2 separate regions of the Macaca mulatta genome follow, and region 2 is linked to region 1. Evidence: chromatin contacts called from public Hi-C data. All regions are on one chromosome and are shown on one strand. The core of a region is the stretch at or near the end of the contact, and the rest is flanking DNA. Distances in the headings are between cores, read along the strand shown.

Region 1 (7,719 bases), core at 5,065-7,564:
GTTGTTACCCCACAGGGAATGCATTTTTTTCTCTTAAAACTGAATATAGCCGGGCGCGGTGACTCACACCTGTAATCCCAGCACTTTGGGAGGCTGAGGCAGGTGGATCACCTGAGGTCGGGAGTTCAAGACCAGCCTGACCAACATGGAGAAACTCCATCTCCACTAAAAATACAAAATTAGCCTGGGTGGTGGCGCATGCCTGTAATCCCAGCTACTTGGGAGGCTGAGGCAGGAGAATCACTTGAACCCGGGAGGCAGAGGTTGCAGCGAGCCAAGATTGTGCCATTGCACTCCAGCCTGGGCAACAAGAGTGAAACTCAGTCTCAAAACAAAACAAAACAAAACAAACAAACAAAAAAACTGAATATAATCACAATGGAATTTCTAATAAATTTTGCAAAAGGAGTTTGGCAAGATTATTTTAAAATTTATCTGCAGCCAGGTGTGATAGCTCACACCAGTAATTCCAGCACTTTGGGAGGCTGAGGCTGGAGGATCACTTGAGCCCAGGAGGTTGAGGTTACAGTGAACCATGATTGCACCACTGCACTCCAGCCTAGGTGATGGTGTGACCGGTCTTAAAATAAATAAATAAATAAAATTTTCAGGAGATCGAGACCATGCTGGCCAACATGGTGAAACCCTGTCTCTAATAAAAATACCAATATTAGCTGGGTGTGGTGGTGGGCGCTTGTACTCCCAGCTACTCAGGAGGCTGAGGCAAGAGAATCGCTTGAATCCAGGAGGCAGAGATTGCAGTGAGCCAAGATCGCGGCACTGCACTCCAGCCTGGCAACAGAATGAGACTCTATCTCAAATAAATAAATAAATAATAAATAATAAAATTTATCTACAGGGTAAAACACATAAGATAGTCTAGAAAATGAGAAAAGAAAGAGTAAGAGGATGTGCCTTACCAGAAAGCTACAGTAATTAAGACCATATAATATTGGCACAGAAATAGGCAATGAGATCCATGTAACAAAATAGAAGATTCAGAAAGAGACCCAAATATAAGGAAAATTAAGAGTGTAGGAAATATTTTAAACATTGGTATATGGATACCCTTTTTAAACAAGAGAAATTCAAAAGCCAGAAAGGAAAAGACTTTTAGATTTGACTACGTAAATACTTACAGCACAGGTTGGGCGCAGTGGCTCACACCTGTAGTCCCAGCACTTTGGGAGGTCAAGGCCGGCAGATCAGCTTAGGTCAGGAGTTCAAGACCAGCCTGGCCAACATGGTGAAAGCCCGTCTCTACTGTAAATACAAAAAATTAGCTGGGCAGGTGCCTGTAATCTTAGCTACTTGTGAGGCTGAGGCAGGAAAATAGCTGAAACCCAGGAGGAGGGGTTGCAGTAAGCTGAGATTGTGCTATTGCACTCCAGCCTGGGCAACAAGAGTGAAACTCCATCTAAAAAACGAAAAAAAAATTAGCCAGGCACGGTGGCGTGTGCCGGTATTCTCAGCTATTTGGGAGGCTGAGGCATGCGACTCACTTGAACCCAGGAAGGTGGAGGTTGCAGTGAACTGAGATCGTGCCACTGTACTGCAGCCTGAGTGATGGAATGAGACTCTGTCTAGAAAAATAAAATTTAAAAAAAAAGCTTATAGCACACAACCTTACTATATACAAGGGAAAATATAAGTAACGACTTGTGAGAATATGCTATATTTGCAACATATATACAAAAGGCATAAAATCCCACTATGCAAAGAGCTTCTACAAATTAATTATAAAAACATAGGGCTCCTAATAGAAAAGTGATTCATAGCAAAATAATGGTTCATAGCCTTTGCTATCTTCACAGAAGATAGACACTAGTCAATAATCAGTTTCATATTATCATAAAAAGTAAATTAAAACACGATATCACTTTACCTCACAATACGACAAAAGTTAAAATTTGATAATATGTATCATTCCTTCAGTCAATAAATATTCACTGAGCACCAAGTAGCATAGTAGTCATCATGGGTACAGTGATGAACAAAATGGTGTCTAGATTCATGGTGCTTACAGTCTAGTGATGTAATCACTAACAAAATAATCACATGAACATAAGTACAAAATTACAAACATAATTGCAAATTAAGTAAATGCTAAAGAGAGTAAGTCTAGGGCATAATCATTGGGACCTTACTGATTACAATGGGATCAAAGAGCACTTCTCTAAGCAAGACTTGCTGGGCTGAAATGTAAAGGATGACCTGAAATGAACTAATGAGGTTATGGTGTGAATGGATAGTCACCTTTTTTTTTCAGACGGAATTAACGTGCTCAAAGATCCTTAGGCACATGACATTTGAGGAAACAAAGTGCAGTTAGAGAGGAGGAAAGTCATGTAAGAAAAGCTTGAAAAGATGGGAGTAAGATCCTGCAGCCTGTGGACCACATTAAGGACTTCTGCCTTTACTTAAGAACAATTAAAATCATCAAGTTATGTTAAGCAGAAGAATATGAGCAGAATTGCTTTGTAAAAATCAGGCTGACTTCGGTGTGAAGAAAAGATATGGGGAAATGGATGAAGTGAAATCTTCGGCAAGATTCCAGGTTAGAAAGGATAATTTGGACAATATTAATAAAGTTTGTTTTTTGTTTTTGTTTTTGTTTTTTTTTTTTTGAGATGGAGTCTCGCTCTGTCACCCAGGTTGGAGTGCAATGGCCAGATCTCGGCTCACTGCAAGCTCCGCCTCACGGGTTCCCGCCATTCTCCTGCCTCAGCCTCCCGAGTAGCTGGGACTACAGGCGCCGCCACCTCGCCCGGCTAATTTTTTGTATTATATTTAGTAGAGACGGGGTTTCACCGTGTTAGCCAGGATGGTCTCGATTTCCTGACCTCATGATCCGCCCATCTCGGCCTCCCAAAGTGCTGGGATTACAGGCTTGAGCCACCGCACCCGGCCAATATTAATAAAGTTAAACATGCACACATCATTCTCTATATGTCCCCAAATTAATTTTCTTCTCTTCTGAACTTGTTTCTTTTCCTGGGTTCATCATCTCAGTGAAACAAAATAGCTATGAGATCTGGGTGCGTCATCTGTAGGGTAACTGGAAGCTGAAGCCATAAGAGTGGACGGCCATGGCGTAAGTCTTTAAAGAAGGAAATTCTCTGAGCATATGACCCTAACAAGAAACTTAGTTCTTCCTTCCCTTCTATTTAATTGGATGATATCCAATTCATCACCCAGTCCTTTAGATTCTCCCTTTAAATTGTTTCTCAAATAAATCCCCTCAATCCATTCTCTGCACCAGTTCAGATTAGTTTCCAGAATATTTAACTATTGCCCCTAGTGGCCTTCTTCCCTTCAGTTCACCATGAACACGGGCAGTGGAATGCAAATATGATTATACACATCCTCCTTAGAATTTTAATGGGCCTTCCCAGCTTACTGAGCGACATCCAAGCGCCTTCACAAGGACTTTTTTTTTCAGTCTCCTGTCTTTTCACCAGGTCAGTGAATTTCCTCTTTTTTTGCCCTCTTCCATTTTGTATAATGGGCTTTTTCTTTTTTGTCTCTCTTTTTCATAAACTGTTCCCTTGATCTGGAACAATACTCCTTTGACTCAGTGGGTTGAGTTTTCCCTTACCTCGTATTTCAGTTGGTGTTCTTCAAGGACAGGGATGTGACTGGCTTGCTTCCCCAAACCTCTCCTACATGCCCAGGACAGTGCCCCACACAACGCTGGGAGTAAAGGCGCTCCCAGGTCACTGGGCGTCCAGCCCCTGTAGATCCAGTGCCTCTTTCCAGAAGGCTTCTGGGGGAGGGCTCCAGCTGGAGCACATGAAAAACCAGGGCCGCTCCAGCGTCTGCCTTCCTTCTCAGGTAACATGAGCCTGCTCAAGGGTGTGCGGTTCCCAAAGGGAGAAGCCGTGGCTGTGCCAGTACCAGGTACAGTCGGGGTCGTCCATAAGGCCACAGGGGACTCGGGGTCGCATCCTCTGAGACCACTGTTTCAAGGTGGCCAGGGAGTGTTGCACCGATTCTGGTTATTACAGTTATACGAAGCCAAAGTGTCAGAGGTGTTTGAACCAGAGCAACTCCATCTTGTGTTTTTATTATCATTATTTGCTGTTGTTGTTGTTGTTTTTTGAACAGCCTCGCTCTGTCGCCCAGGCTGGAGTGCAATGGCACCATCTCAGCTCACTGCAACCTTCACCTCCCAGGTTCAAGCAATTCTCCTGTCTCAGCCTCCTGAGTAGCTGGGATTACAGGTGCGCACCACCATGCCCGGCTAATTTTTCTATTTTTAGTGATGGGGTTTCATCATGTCGGTCAGGCTGGTCTCAAACTCCTGACCTCATGATCCGCCAGCCACAGCCTCCCAAAGTGGTGGGATTACAGGCGTGAGCCACCACGCTTGGCCTTGTTTTGTTTTTTTGAGACACAGTTTCACTATGTTGCCCAGGCTGGAGTGCAATGCCAAGATCTTGGCTCACAGCAACCTCCACTTCCCGGGTTCAAGTGATTCTCCTGCCTCAGCCTCCCGAGTAGCTGGGATTACAGGCGCCTGCTACCACACCCGGCTAATTTTTGTATTTTTAGTAGAGATGAGGTTTCACCATGTTGGCCAGGCTGATCTCAAACTCCTGACCTTGGGTAATCTGCCCGCCTCGGCCTCCCAAAGTGCTGGGATTACAGGCATGAGCCACTGCTCCCAGCAACTCCATCTTAAACAAGAGCTGGGTAAAATAAGGCTGAGGCATACTGGGCTGCGTTCCAAGACCGTTAGGCATTCTAAGTCACAGTATGAGACAGGAGGTCAGCATGAGATACAGGTCATAAAGACCTTGCTGATAAAAGTTTACAGTAAGGAAGCCGGCTAAAACCCACCAAAACCAAGATGGCAATGAGAGTGACTTCTGGCTGTCCTCAGTGCTACAACTTCCACTGTCAGAGGTGGTTGAACTAGGGCAACTCTATCTTTAGTAGGGGTAGATAGAGTTGGGTAAAATAAGGCTGAGACCTGCTGGCCTTCATTCCCTGGAGGTTAAGGCATTCTTAGTCACAGGATGAGATATGAGGTTGGCACAAAATACGTGTCATAAACACCTTGCTGATAAAACAGGTTGCAGTAAACAAGCCGACTAAACCCACCAAAACCAAGATGTGTGATGAGAGCGACCTCTGATTGTCCTCACTGCCCACCAGTGGCCATGGCAACATCAGGAAGTTACCCTATATGGTCTAGAAAGAGGAGGCATGAATAATCCACCCCTTGTTTAGCATATAATAAAGAAATAACCATAAAAATGCGCAACCAGCACCCTCGGGGCTGCCCTGCCTATGGATTAGCCATTCTTTATTCCTTTACTTTCCTAATAAACTTGCTTTCACTTTATGCATTCGCCTCGAATTCTTTCTTGTGCGAGATCCAAGAACCCTCTCTTAGAGTCTGAGATCCAGACCCCTTTCCAGTAACAAAAGGTCTTGGACTGAAGTACTGACTCCACAGTCTTTAAGTATCCTAGTTATTTAATAGTTGCGGTCTCGGGCTCTTGTTGGGTCGCGGTGGGTTCTGGGAAGTGTAGTTCGCCTGAGTCTCCAGTTCCTTGTCTCTGGGCGGTGTGTGCACGCCAGCGAGGCACTGTGGGAGTCGTAGTACGGGAGGAAAACCCTATACCCTCTCTCGTGGGCCGCAGGAGTTTGGGGGAAATCTAGTCGCTAAAGCCCTACATAGTCTTCCGGCTTTGGGCGTGGCCGCGATGCACTCTGGGAGTCGTAGTAGGGGAAGACAGTCCTCCGCCCTTTTGCGCAGGGTCGCAGGAGGTTCTGGGAAGTGTAGTTGCCTGAAGCTCGTGTTCTTTGTCTTTCGGTGATGTGCGCGTGGCCTCAAGGCACCCTGGGAGTTGTAGTGGGGCGGGGAAAGTCATTTGCTTTCTCCAGCGGGGTCGCGGTTGTTTCTGGGAAGTGTGGTTGCCTGAGTCCCGCGTTCTTCGTTTCTCGGCTGGTTGTGCGTGTGGCCGAGAGGCACGCGGGGAGTTATAAGAACCGAAAGCCCTGTGTGGTCTCCCGCGGGGGGCCGCGGTTGTTTCTGGGAAGTGTGGTTGCCTAGGTCCCGAGTTCTTTGTTCCTAGGCTCTGGCGTGGGAGGACAGCCCTATGCTCTGGAGCGCGGGGCCGCGGGGCCTTCTGGGAATTGTAGTTGTCCCAGGCCCTCGTTCTTTGTTTCCTCGCGCGGGAGCGCGGCGCTCTGGGAGATCCAGTAGGAACGAAAACCGTATGCCCTTGCGCGCAGGGCCGCATTTCTGGGAATTGTAGTTTTTGAGGCAGGCGGCCTGGTGGGGTGACGTCCGCGAGGCTTCTGAAGACGCATTCCTGCGACGCCCGCGGTGGGGCCCTCGGGGGCGGCTCCGAGCGTCTGGCCTGTGTAGGCAAGGAAAGGAGAACCCCGGTCTGCGCCGGATGGCCCCGGGCGGTGACTCGGTCCGGAGCCCCGGAACGCGACACCCACCTGGCCGGAAGCACAACGGAAACGCGCCGTCCTGTGGCCACTGTTAGGTGGCCGGGTTCTGGGGAGGCGCGCCGTGGCAGGAGGAGAAAGCCGGCGCCGGTGGTCCAAGCGCCCTCTCTCGGGGCCCCGCTCTCTACGTGGGAGGCGCGGAGCGGGGACCACGGGAATCCCCAGTGCGGGATCTAGTGACTTGGGCGCGGCCTAGCTGGCCCGTTCGCTCAGGGCTCCTCTCTCTGCCAGGTCTGCCATTTTACACTTTCTGATCTCCTCGGTCCCTTCTGTGAGCTATGTCTCAGGTAAGCTGATGATATATATATATATATATATATATATATATTTTTTTTTTTTTTTTCTTTGAAAGACAGAGACAGGGTCTCCTCCTGTCGCCCAGGCTGGAGTGCAGTGGGGCGATCATAGCATCCTGTAACCTCAAACTCTTGGCCTCAAGTGAGCCAACCCATTGAGCCTGTCTCCTCTTTTCTTTGTGAAGTGCAGCCGTATTTTTCAGGACTTGGGACGTGGCTTTCTCTTACAACCACCTGCCTGGCGGAACCCCAGGACCCTGTCCCCTGTTCCTCCTTTTCAGGTGCTTATACTTAAGTATACATGAAGAGAGTGACAGGAAACTATCCAGATGTGGGCGGGATTTCTGACCTGGCTGGTATGTTTTAGGGTGGGAGGGTAGGGTGCCAGCTGTTACATTGCCTCTTCTTCCCACAGTATTAGAACGAGGAGTGCTTTGCGTTACTCCAGCGCCCCTTCATTCATTTATTGAATATGTTCTTACTGAACCTCTACTTTCAGTGGTTCCCACAGTGTGATCCTTGGACCAGCAGTATCAGCATCATCTGAGAACTTGTTAGAAATGAATATTCTTGAGTCCTACCCCAGACCTTCTGAATCAGAAACTGGGAATTTGGCCCAGCAATCTAACAGTCCTTCCAAGTGCTTCTAACGCTCAGCTCATTCTATGTCTGGAGGATGCAGAAGTGACCAAAACAAAATCTCTGAACCCATAGAGCTCATTTTTCTGACATGACATAAGGAACACATTTTTATTTTGATTGGGGCTAAGAGTTTGGCTGGTAATTGTGCTTCACAGCAGTGGGGATAACAGGGTCAACTATTCAAAATGAGTCCCTCATTTTCAGTTCCACTTCTTTGTCCTACTTTTTGTCATACTTCTCTCCAAATTCAGAGGCTTTCTGAGTTTTTCTAGGGAATCCAATTTTCACCTCTGCTGCAGATCTTGCTGTG
Region 2 (6,693 bases), core at 2,008-4,507, 46 kb after region 1:
CCACAGTGCCTAGCCAGAAACTTCTTATTCCTTTAAAAAACACAGTATCTAAGAATTTATCCATCAAAGCAAGTAATTTCTTTAAATATTAGAACACACATCATCATGAAATCTTTGAATACCAAAGAGCTCCAAGAGATGATAAACAGATTACACAGAAAGCAACATTAGCAGGTATGAAATAGGACTTCTCAACAGTAACGGTAACACTGCCCCATTTCCTATCCAGCTTCACTGGCTTTCAAAATTCTAATGGAAAGTAACTTCCCACTGAGATTTGTATACTAGGTGAAAACACCACACAAATGTGAGGACAAAGTAATTTCTATTCATTTCTACAACTTTAATATATGTAAATCATATGGACCCTTTTTCAAGGCAGTAAGATTACAATCCAGCAAACAGGAATAGAAGTGCTTTATAGGAAACAGGAGATCTAACACAGAGGTGAGATGAGGAAACTGATGAGGGTAAAAGGGAAGCCCAGTGGTATGCCAGTGTGCTGCATGCCTACAGAGTAACTGATCAATCTACATTGTAGGGGGATGTCCAGAAAAGGAGAAAAGTGGTAAGACTGTATGACAGATTAGCCCTTGAGGAAAATGGAACCAAAAGACATTTTACATAGATTTAAGAAAACCTAAGTAAATGAATAAAAAAGGCAGTCATTATAAACAAGAAAGGTAAACCTTGTACAAGAAAGAAACATTGGCCGGGCGCGGTGGCTCAAGCCTGTAATCCCAGCACTTTGGGAGGCCGAGACGGGCGGATCACGAGGCCAGGAGATCGAGAGACGATCCCGGCTAACACGGTGAAACCCCGTCTCTACTAAAAAATACAAAAAAACTAGCCGGGCGAGGTGGCGGGCGCCTGTAGTCCCAGCTACTCGGGAGGCTGAGGCAGGAGAACGGCGTAAACCCGGGAGGCGGAGCTTGCAGTGAGCTGAGATCCGGCCACTGCACTCCAGCCTGGGTGACAGAGCAAGACTCCGTCTCAAAAAAAAAAAAAAAAAAAAAAAAAAAAAAGAAAGAAAGAAACATTATGGTTCAGTACTACAGACTAGTCATCAAATGAAAACACTGAACATATTTATCCAAAATTTGTGGGAGATAATTACATTGTGATTTAAGGATGTGGAAAGAAGGCAGCCAAAGTTTTTATTTAAAAATAATGTCTGAAATCAGTGAATAAAAAAATACTGAGAGGAGTTCAAAGCCAGAATTGCTTAAATATTTTCAAGTGGTTGCCACTGGGAAGAGATGGGGTTAAGGTGTTACTTTTTTTTTATTATGAGTCTTTCAACATATTCAGCTCTTAAAAATGTACACACACATTTCTTGGAGCACAAATAGAAATAAATTAATTACCCAGTCAAATCAAGCAGCAGATGGCCAGGTGTGGTGGCTCATGCCTGTAATCCTAGCACTTCGGGAGGCCAAAGCGGGCGGACTGCCTGAGCTCAAGAGTTCGAGACCAGCCTGGGCAACACGGTGAAACCCCGTCTCTACTGAAAAATACAAAAAATTAACCGGGCATGGCAGCGTGCGCCTGTGATCCCAGCTATTGCGGAGGCTGAGGCAGGAAAATGGCTTGAACCTGGGATGCGGAAGTTGCAGTGAGCCGAGATCCTGCCATTGCATTCCAGCCTGGGCGACAGAGAGAGACTCTGTCTGAAAAACAAAAACAAAAATTGGCCGGATCAGCCGGGCTTGATGGGGCGTGAGGCAGGAGAATTGCTTGAATCCAGGTGGCGGAGGCTACAGTGAGCCGAGATCATGCCACTGCCCTCCAGCCTGGAGACAGAGTGAAACTGTCTCGGAAAAAAAAAAAAGGTAGGAAAACAGCAACAAAGTAAAAGAAAATTTTAAAATTAAGAGCAAAACTTACTGTAACAGGACCCGCCCCCAAAAAAAGACCAAAACAACAACAACAAAAAAAAACCAAATCTACATTTTTGAAAAGACTAATGTACACTGATACCTTATAGGAGTAATCAAGAAAAAAAGAACACCTAGATAATTAGGTTCAAAAAAGAAAAAAATAACAATTACAGCAGTTATTTTAAAATATTAAAAAGTAGTGATTTTAAAAATCACCACAGAAATTACTTACAGTGATAAAATAGCATGGGCAATTTTATGCCAATAAATTTGAAAAATTACACTAAAAACAATTATCTAGGAAAAGGTATCTAAAACAGAATACAAACTAAAATACCTAATCAATGAGACTTTTAAAAAACTGAGTCAGGACCGGGTGCGGTGGCTCACTCTTGTAATCCCAGCGCTTTGGGAGGCTGGCAGATCACCTGAGATCGGGAGCTCGAGACCAGCCTGACCAACACGGAGAAACCCCCGTCTCCACTAAAAATACAGAATTAGCCACGGCGTGGTGGCTCATGCTTGTAATCGCAGCGACTCCGGAGGCTGAGGCAGGAGATTCACTTGAATCCGGGAGGCGGAGCTTGCGTGAGCCGAGATCGCGCCATTGCACTTTAGCCTGGGCAACAAAGAGCGAAACTCCGTCTCAAAACAAACAAAAATTGAGTCAGAAGTTAAACGCGTACTAAATAAGACCAAAGGTTCTGCATGCAAATTGTACCAAACTTTTGGAGGCGGGGCGGGGGGCGGTGGGGGGTGGTGACCTGTTTTACAGAATAGAAGAGACTGTGCTGTCCAAATTATTATGAAGTTTATAAAATCTTGTTAGTATAACGGGCAAGGAGAGTACACAAAAAGATTAAAATGCAATCTTGTGAGCATAAGTGAAGTCAAAGGGAGACAGCCAATTGAATACACCAGAGTATAATGCAATAGGTGAAAAAAACTATGGCTGTGATTCAACCCATTATTAGATTTGGAGATTCAAGAGGCTGCTGGACAGGGAGGCGTGCACCCTCAGCCCTCCCGTGTTGCTTAGAAAAGGAGGCAAACGCGCGCCCCCGGTCCCCCGGCGCTCCCTGCGTGGCACACACAGCCAGCCCGGGACCCCTCCGCCCCTCGCGCCCCTGGTCCCCGCGCGCCACTCGCACCCGGTAAGGGGCCCCTCCTCCCTCAAGGGCCTCTCCCACCGCCGCCTCCCAGGCAGGCTCCCCGAGGCCCAAACTTCCGTGAGGCGACGCCTGCACGCAGGAGAACTCAGTGGGCGAGGCTGAGCCCACGAGACGCATCCCGGTTGAACAAGCCACCGCCCTGCACGCTCACCCATCCTCGGCGCCCGCCTCCAGGCGCCCGCGGTCCAGCCTAAGGGGGACGTAAGGCCGAACTACGTTTCCCAGGAGCTTGTGCGCCGCCCCGCGGAAGGAGCGTGGTCCGTGCGTCACGAGCGCGCTCTCGGCGGAAGGCCCGTCACGGAAGTGTCCGTCACGGAGTGGCGGCTGGGGCGCCGGCGGGGAAACGCCGATTCTAGGATCCCGGGGCGCGCGGCTGACGGGCTGGGGGCGGGGTGCGGCCTGAACGCCAGGCTGGGGCGCGTGCGTCACGGTGTGTGTGAGGGGTGCGTGTGCGTGCGTGCGCGGCAGGGGCGGGCGCAGGACTAATGGGGCGGGGCGGGGCGCGTGCGCGTGCGTGACGTCAGGCCACGGGGAGGTGGCGCCGTAGTGCCGGGCCGGCCTCAGACACCGCTCTGACGCCGCTGCTCGCGCTGCGCGGGGAATGGAGTCGCGTTCTCTGTTTTGCCGTTGCTGCTGCCTTTGTGACGAGATCGCTTTCTCCCATCGAACCTTCTAGTTGCTTATTGCAGGTATACACGAAAGTGCTGAATTTTGTGTTTGCATCGTAATGAGACGCGTGTTGAACCCTTTAGTAATGTAGCAGTGTATTAGCTTCGTATTTCTAGGTAGACGGTAATTTTGTCAATGAAAAATTCTAACGGTGATAGTCACCCCTTGCCGGAGTCACTCTCCCTCGCGCGGCCCAGGCGTTCACGGCGGACGTTCTTGTTCTGTGGAGAATAACGGCTGCGCCTGGAGATTGACGCAGAGTGGGCGGCGGTGGTAGTAAGTTTGAGCCAGGTATTTTGAGTAATACAAAATAAGGTTTCTTCTAGTCTAACTTCCATTTTTCCCCCAGCTGGGATAGATGTTTAAAATTTTACCAATGGCCTTTCTAGCATTTATTGAAATAGTGACGCCAATTTGTGTGTGGTCTTTTGAAAACAAATCCTGCGTCTCTAGCTCCTAGCTTCCTCATCTTCAATTTTGTTTTTTAATCAAATAGGTTAACTAGAGGTGTGTTTGTTTAATCTACTTTTTTTGTTTTCAGAGACAGATGATAAGTTTACTATATTTTTATTTTCCCTTGACGCTAGATTTGTTAATTAAAATTGTATATAGGCCATCTAACACATAATATGAGTGTCAAAGATAAGGTTAACATCAAGATTTGGTACGTAGATCCCACCCAAAGTGTATGCAGAAGTTGAACAATTTCAATTCTAGCTATACATTAATTGCAGAAAGAGACTTAATTAAAAAAAAAAAAAGTAAAAGGGAAGGCAGGATGTCACCCAGAATGCCAGCCAACAAATATTATTAGGTTAGAGATGACTGCAGTTAGCTCTCCGAGAACTGGATAGCTCACCTCCTCCCTACCACTTTGAAAATCACTTCCACATTAACTTTTGTGACACAACTAATCTCTTCTGTTTTATTAAAATTGTTCCCCATCTTCCAAAGCCTCCTGGATGGTAAGTTGCACACACTCCTGCCTCTTTTTGAAAATTACATTTGTTTTTTCATTACTTCTCTCACCATGCATTTCTTTAGTTCTTAGCATATGCCAGTCACAAGGGCAGAGATTTGAGATACACATCGTAAATTAAATGAGAATATATGCTTATCAGTATTTTATGTAAGCACCGTCTGGAAATTCTACTTAGGACAATATTTAAGTAGATATGAGGCTTACCTTCTGGAAAAGAGATTACAAAATTATCCTTATTAATTAAGTCCCCTAAATGAGAAGAGATTCAATTATCAATAATTTGTAGTAAAGTGACTGAAAAGGAAATAATAAGCTAATAGATTGACTTGCTGTCCTCAACAAGTTAGCACATACTTTTATTTTTAAAAAGTCTACACAATAGGAATAAAATAATTTTAGCTAGAAATATATGTGAACTATATGAGAAAAACTTCAAAACCTTACTACGCAATGTAGAAGAATAAAGGGTAAGAATAAAAACAGATTTGTTTATAGATTATATTCAGTTGTCAAGAAAATCGGAGAATTTTGTTTTGTTTTTGTTTTGAGATGGAGTTTTGCTCTTGTTGCCCAGGCTGGAGTGCAATGGCGCGATCTTGGCTCACTACAACCTCTGCCTCCAGGGTTCAAGCAATTCTCCTGCCTCAGCCTCCCTGGTAGCTGGGATTACAGGCTCCTGCCACAACGCCCAGCTAATTTTAGCTCTTAGCATATGCCAGTCACAAGGGCAGAGATTTGAGATACACATCATAAGTTAACGAGCAACAAGAGCGAAACTCTGTCTCAAAAAAAAAAAAACAAAACATTATTTTAAGGAAACAGAAATTTCTTATTGTTAATATCTCTGTTGTGCCTACAAGAGACTCTTTCATCAGCAGTACTCTTTCTGGCATGTCTCATGTCAGCCAGGACTTTCAATTCTTCTGGCTATGAAGCAAGGTTGGGACTATGATATAGGCCACCTTTGTCTGTATATGTGCCTCTTTGTCTTATGATGAACATCCAAGAACATTACTTTTTTCTCTTTCCACACAATGTCTCCTTGCTGCCTGATCCTAACATTTCCTGTTAAATATTTTATTGTGAAAAATTTTGAACATACGGCTAAATTATAAGAAGTTTACAGTGAATACTTATAAACCTTCCCATCTAGACTCTACCATTAATATTTCACTATACCTAATTTTAACAAATACCTGTCTGTCCCTATTTTTATTCATCAGTTCATTGTATTTTTTTATTTTTTTCAAAGTAAATTGACATGGGTACATATTCCCTAAAAATTTCAGAATGCCTGTGTATTAACTAGAATTCTATATTTGTTTAGGTTTTTCTTTAGATGTGAAATGTACAAAACATGAAAAGTGCAAATCTTAAGTGTACATTTGCTGAGTTTTGACAGATGCAGTGTCTTTGCCTTTTGTATCTTTAAATACATCTTTGGCATGTCTATTGGCTACTGAGTTTTAACTTTGTGGCTGCTGGGTCCTTTTTGCTGATCATACCTTGCCCTTTGCTGAAGCAAATACTGGTAAACCTTTTCAGAACTTGAAGAGACTCTGTTGTCTTTATTAATGAACTCTATGTCCCCAAGTGAAATGCTGTGCCTGACGAGGTTGTGCCTGTCATTGTGAGTGCTGGTTAAGTATAGACAGATGTCAGAGTGAATGAATGTGAAGTGCTAAGCACTTTACTAGCCTCTTCCCAGGATTTTGAATGAGATTGTCCTAATTCTCAAGTGGTTCACTATCTCCTAAGGGAGACAGACAAATTTTGGTACTGTAAGGCAGTGTTGAAGTGCTAGAACAGGGCATGGGCAGAGTCCTTCGTGTTTACTGAGGATAGAACCACTGATTCTCTCTGAGACAGTGGGAAGGCCTCACAGCAAAGATGGCATTAAAGTGATCCTTAGAGAATATGGGGTAAATGTAGTGGGAGTTAAGTTGAAAAGGGTCAATAGTTGTGAAACTTGTACGCTAAATGTTTGATT

What was found. A called contact is a pair of places that touch in the nucleus more often than the background predicts.
Region 2: a Hi-C map of CD4 T cells shows a contact between it and region 1, with 2.0 times the contacts expected there. The contact joins the promoter of ZNF891 here to the promoter of ZNF140 in region 1. A contact is called at or near these places in 3 of 14 Hi-C or Micro-C datasets (CD4 T cells, fetal cortex germinal zone and liver).

What each region holds. Positions count from the first base shown.
Region 1 is chr11:140,420,110-140,427,828 of T2T-MMU8v2.0, forward strand. ZNF140 (zinc finger protein 140) reads left to right here and starts at 6,315. Exons shown (of 4, transcript XM_077955954.1): 1 at 6,315-6,758. The region is part of intron 1 of ZNF268 (zinc finger protein 268); the gene reads left to right.
Region 2 is chr11:140,469,601-140,476,293 of T2T-MMU8v2.0, forward strand. ZNF891 (zinc finger protein 891) reads right to left here and starts at 3,258. Exons shown (of 3, transcript XM_077955940.1): 1 at 3,204-3,258. All of the region lies in intron 1 of ZNF268 (zinc finger protein 268), which reads left to right. It overlaps ZNF10 (zinc finger protein 10), which reads left to right and starts at 3,615. Exons shown (of 5, transcript XM_015109755.3): 1 at 3,615-3,741.